Regions from separate parts of the Urocitellus parryii genome. Here region 2 is linked to region 1. Evidence: chromatin contacts called from public Hi-C data. All regions are on one chromosome and are shown on one strand. Each heading gives the region's core, a stretch centred on a gene start, on an enhancer-like site or on the middle of the called end of the contact. The rest is flanking DNA. Distances are from core to core; before and after follow the strand shown. Region 1 holds the start of Eif3m (eukaryotic translation initiation factor 3 subunit M). Region 2 holds the start of LOC113193889.

Region 1 (2,700 bases), core at 4-2,503:
CTGGGCTGGGGTTGTAGCTCAGTGGTAGAGCGCTTGCCTAGCACGTGTGAGGCACTGGTTTCGATCCTCAACACCACATAAAAACAAATAAAATAAACAATGTTTGGAGCATGATATTCCCTTAAAAAAAAAAAATCTGACCACTGCCCTTGCCCTTTTTGGCAACGGTTATCTCACGCCTCTCTCTTCTTCATACTCAGCCTAGAGGCCTCCTCACACCTGCCTCAGGCCATTGGTCCTTGCTGTCTTCTGAAAGAAAAACTTTCCCACATATTTCTGGGTACTTTCGTCATTTCCTTCAGGTCTCAATATCATTTCAGCTGTTTTCCTTGATTACTGTAACTAAATAAGCATGCATAGCCACACACCACGCTTTGTTTTTAACTTCTTAGATTTTACCTTCTTAGTTCTACTTAACATGTTCTTTAATTATTTAATAACAACGCAGACAGTGCTCACCGTATACTAAATGCCTTCTATAGTTACTTAATCATAGCAATGCTGAGGTAAGTACTTAAGTCCTCTTATATTTCCAAGAAGAAATAGAAATCCAGAGGTTAGATAATTGCCTTAAGTCATACCTCCATTCAAGGGTGCAGCTAGGATTCCACCCCACAGAACTAGGCAGGATGACATTTAGGACTGCCTTTCTAATTCTTACTAATGTTTATATTCCGTGTGTCCCCACTGGAATGCAGGCTTCACGCGGGAGCTTCCTTGGAAAACTATCGTTGTCCCCATCACAGGGAACATTGCCTGCCCGCTGCTCCCTCAAAGATCGAAAATCGTAACTGGCGGGATTGAGGGGGGATGTCAGACTTAGCACCGGACGCCTATCTCCATGGCTCTCCCGGAAATGCCAAGAGCGTATTAGGATCCACGAATAGACAGAGGCAGGCCCGCTTGACTGGTAGGCAGAAGGGGACGGGGCTAGAAAATAACAACTGTTCTTGGCACACGTAATCTTCATTGGCAGAACAGGCCTAAAATTTCAGAGAAAAGGTGGATTCGGAGCGGCGCCGCCGGAGAGATTAACTAGACGTCCAAGCAGCAACGAAACGCTGAAGACCAGAGGCCGCGAGGGGCGGGGCGGGAAGTGGCCCAGCGGGTGCCGCCCACAAGATCCGTCTGCTACGCCTCCAGCTGCGGCAAGAATACGCGCTAGGATTGGCCCCGTCCATCTCGGTGACCCCCGCCCCACCCAGGCCGGCGCGGGGCTGACCCGGAAGTAGTTGTGGAACCGCCGCGCGGCCCTGCTTCCTTTTCCGGTCGGCGTGGTTTGCTGGGGGAGCGTCCTCGGTTCCCGGGCCTTCATCATGAGCGTCCCGGCCTTCATCGATATCAGTGAGGAAGATCAGGTGTGCTCGCGGGCCACAGTGTCGCTAGAGGGATGTGGAGGTTGTCGTAGGGGTATAACAAATCGCTGCCGAGACTGGGCCGAGTGGACGGGACGCCGCCCCACGGAGCCGGCCCCGGGGATGAGACCTGGAGCTCTCGCCCCCACGTGTACGAGTAGGGAGGCGGCCTGTGATAGGGGCGCACATCTCTAGTCTTGAGTCGCACGAGTCGGTCCACCCGGGATCGCGGTGTGGGGTCCAACATTCCACCGCCAGCTTCCTGGTCGGCGTCGAACTCCCAGCTGGCGTCACTTCTGACAGTTTTGACAAAGTACTCCTTGACTGATTAGAATGGGGTCTGCTGCTGTCCCCAGCGCAGCCACATCGGGCGCGGGTGGGCTGGAATCTGTCTGTAGTCTACATTAGCAGTTCAAGGGAAAACAACTTTGTAATAAGAATTAAAAGATTTTATTGTGCGGTCACAAAGGAGTATGTGGCCCATTTTCCATGTTTAGACTAGGGTTTTCTAGTCCTAGTTATGAAAGTACTGTAACCTCCAAATCATATGCTGTGAGGCATACCTGTTGTGAAACATCCCGATACTTTTTTAAGTTTACTTATTGGCGTTGTTCTTTGATATACAAGGGTGCTGTTTGTATTTTACCTGTAACATAAATTGAATTGGTGAGAGCTAAACTTAAACATGAAATGACATTGTTTAATTTTGTGTAAATGAAGTCCTAAGTTTATCTTTTTTTTCTGTTACTCCACTAACAGGGAAATTTTGATTTCTATACCTTTAATAGCATAAGATAATCCTATAGAATTGCAGAAGTGATCCGTTCCCCTATAGTAGAATTGCGATCCTGTAGAGCAAAGAAAGAAGGGGAAATGAAAAGGGAGGTCAAAAATGTGGAGGGAGGACTGCTATTGTGACTCAGTGTTAGAACACTTGCCTGGCATGTGTGAAGCACTGGGTTCATTCTCAGCACCACAAATAAATAAATAAATAAATAAAGCTTCATTGACAACTAAACATTTTTTTAAAAATAGGGAGGGAGCTAAGCACAGATAGAATGATGTGAAGCACAGGAAATAAAGCCAACAAACTAGTAATGGAAGTTGATACCAACAGTTCGCTGCTAGGTTAATGAAAAAGCATTTGACACTTTCTTTTTAATTAATTTTTTAAAGTTGTAGTTGGATGCAATACCTTATTTTTTATTTATTTATTTTTATGTGGTGCTAATGATCGAACCCAGCTCCTTGTAAGTCTTAAGCAAGCACTCTACCACTGAGCCACAACCCCAGCCACGACACTTGTTTCTAACCTAGTGAATTTGTGAATTGAGAAGTTTTTGTC
Region 2 (2,700 bases), core at 150-2,649, 240 kb before region 1:
CAAGGTAGAGTAAGAGTAATTTTTTTTTAAGATTGTAAAGATCAAAGGGCTACATTGGAAAGAAATTTCCCCTTGGCTTTAGACAAAGATGCAATAAGAGTGTGCGTGAATATATATTTACATGTCTCATAAGGGTCTTTTTAGAAAGCCTTTCATGTCTTTTATCCTTTAAACTTTTATAATATAGGTTGAAAGCCTGATACAATCTTAAACTTCCAGTTCATGTATTGAGATCTTTTCCTTAGAACTAATGAACACTTCCCCTGTGGGGTGTAATTTACCTCCCTTGTTCCAGAATGAGAATGCGGTGTACTTCTAATTGCAACTATGTAAAAATATGTGTGCCCGTGGATTAAGGAGGTGGGAGTATAGGAAGGAGCCGCAGTTGTTTTTCTATATTCCTTTTTTTTTGTGTGTGTGTGTGATTAAAACTGAGAAGAAAAGAATACATTGTGCACAACTGTGCAGTCTCCTTGTCCCCGATTTTAATAAATGTGTTTTTAACTGCTATTTATATCCCATTTCTAACATCACTACAACCTACATCCTCTCCAGGCTACAATTAAGCTTGAAAAGTGCACGAGGCTTTACAAGCCTTTGTACAGGGAATGCGTCTGCGCACGTACGGCCCACGTGCACCCTTCTTTCTCTCTATGGACACAAGTTCTTGGGGATCCTTCAGGCCCCTGGCCATATTTCTCCCCAGGCTCTTATTAAAACCAGGTGCACGGAAGGCGGGCCTTTCTCGGGACAGAAAAGCCTCCTGTTGACCCAAAGCTCCCCCTTCCGGTGTGTTTTCTAGAGGCAAAGGAGAAAGTGGGCAGCTGCCCAGGCCCAGGCCGTGCAAGGCCTAAAAGGGCACCAAGTGAGAATGGGGACAAGGGACACTTCGGCCCTCTGTCATGCAGGAGCGGTGTCCACGCACACTGCGCGACCTCCCACCACCACCACCTCCGCCCCCAGACCACAGCTCTTTCCAGATCCGAAAGTGGGGTGCGCTGGGGAAGCCGCAAGGTCGCCGCCATCTGAACTTGAAACCTGGCGGCTCTGACACTGCAGCCTGCGCCCCAGGCACGTGGGGTCCCAGTAGGAGCCCCGATTTCTGGCCATCGCCCCGCGGGCTGGTGCCGGGTTCCAGAAAGCCTGGGGGCCCCGGCAGCGCTTACCCTCAGCGGCCCAAGTCGCTCGCGCCTCCGGGGACAGGGCGGGCCAGTAGGGTCGGGTCGCGAGTGACGTGGCGTTCCTGGCAGCCCCGCGCTCCGCGCTGCCGAGGCTCCCCGTCTGTCGCGCGCCCCCGAACTCGGATCTCGGGAGCTGGGCGGGGGCGCCTGGCTCAGAGCCCAGGGAGCTTCGTTATCCGCGACCTTTGATCCCGGAGACCAGCACTCCTCTCTGCAACCGGTGGCCTGAAGGGGCAGAAGTGGGAGGTAGTTGGACTATTTTGCAGCAAGGATGGCGCCCCCTGAATTCATGACAGCTGAAAGAGCACGCCCCCCTACCCCACACCCCCATGGGCTGAACCCGAACTCTCTAGGTTGAGGGCTCTGCCTATGTGTTTGGGTCAAAGATTTGAGTATTTGTGTCTTTAATTAGACTCCAGAATTAGTCAAAGTAGGGAAAAGGGCATCAGAAGGAGGAGTGTTAGGGGGCAGAAAGTTAGGGCATCAGGGCTCACAGAGGAACAGGGATCCCATAAAAATATGTTTCTAAATGCTAAGTGTCTGGTTCCTGTTCCTTGAGCCAAAGAGCAGAGCCAGCCTGTTTTCCCATTTTCCCTAATTACAGATTTTAAAAGCCCATCCCCAGGCTTGTCATAGCCTTCAGCCTGACAGCCCCTGCTTTCTAAAAGGGTTACATGAAATTTACCCCAAGGAAAGAGACCAGAAAGGATGTTTGAGAACCCTACCATCCCAGAAGTTTGTGGGTCACAGAGCCCATCTTCTGGGCTTGGTGCCCTGCTTGATAATTAAAAGCTGTTCTCAGGCCACAGGTTGTGGCTCCTGCTTGGAATCCCAGCCACTGGGGAGGCGGAGGCAGGAGAATTGCAAGTTTGAAGACGGCCTGGAAACTTAGGGAGACCTTGTCTCAAAAAACAAAACAAACCACCAACAAAAAGACCTTTCAGCCTTATCCCTGCTACCCACGGACAGGTAACCAGGGAATTCTAGAGAAATTACCAGTGAATAAAAGGAATCTTGGTAGTAATTTTTAGCAAAACATCCTCTTAACTAATTTCCCAAGTTGTGGTCCAGGGCCTCTGACATCAGATTTCTGGGGAGTCCTTGGTATAGATTTAGAATTTAAGGCCTGGACTATAGCAGAGAAGTTAGACTAAGCAGATTGAGACCCAGAAATTCGCGTTTTAACAAGCTTGCCTTGTGAGATGTCACTATAATAAGTTTCAGAATTATTAGACTTGGCCCTTTATTTGACTTTGCTGAAATGGTGCTTGTTTTTCCATCTGGAGTCTTCCCTCAAAACTCAGTACTGTTAGGACAGTCTTTAAAAAAAAAAAAAATGTACGCTAAGAAGTTTGGTTTCCAAACAAATGTGCCTTATTTCAAAGTATTGTGAATTTTTTAAAAGACATTATGCCAAAACATTTCTTCCTACTGTATAATACTCTAAGTACATCATGATTGTAAATTCAGTGGATTATGCTGTGTGCTTTCTATTAATCTTGGGTTATTTGTCACTGAG

What was found. A called contact is a pair of places that touch in the nucleus more often than the background predicts.
Region 2: a contact with region 1 is called in a Hi-C map of liver, with 4 times the contacts expected there. The contact joins the promoter of LOC113193889 here to the promoter of Eif3m in region 1. A contact is called at or near these places in 2 of 2 Hi-C or Micro-C datasets (liver and muscle).

The regions. Positions count from the first base shown.
Region 1 is chr4:32,907,598-32,910,297 of mUroPar1.hap1, reverse strand. Eif3m (eukaryotic translation initiation factor 3 subunit M) reads left to right here and starts at 1,253. Exons shown (of 11, transcript XM_026404281.2): 1 at 1,253-1,358. The coding sequence starts at 1,317.
Region 2 is chr4:33,144,078-33,146,777 of mUroPar1.hap1, reverse strand. LOC113193889 reads right to left here and starts at 1,399. Exons shown (of 5, transcript XM_077797488.1): 1 at 1,167-1,399.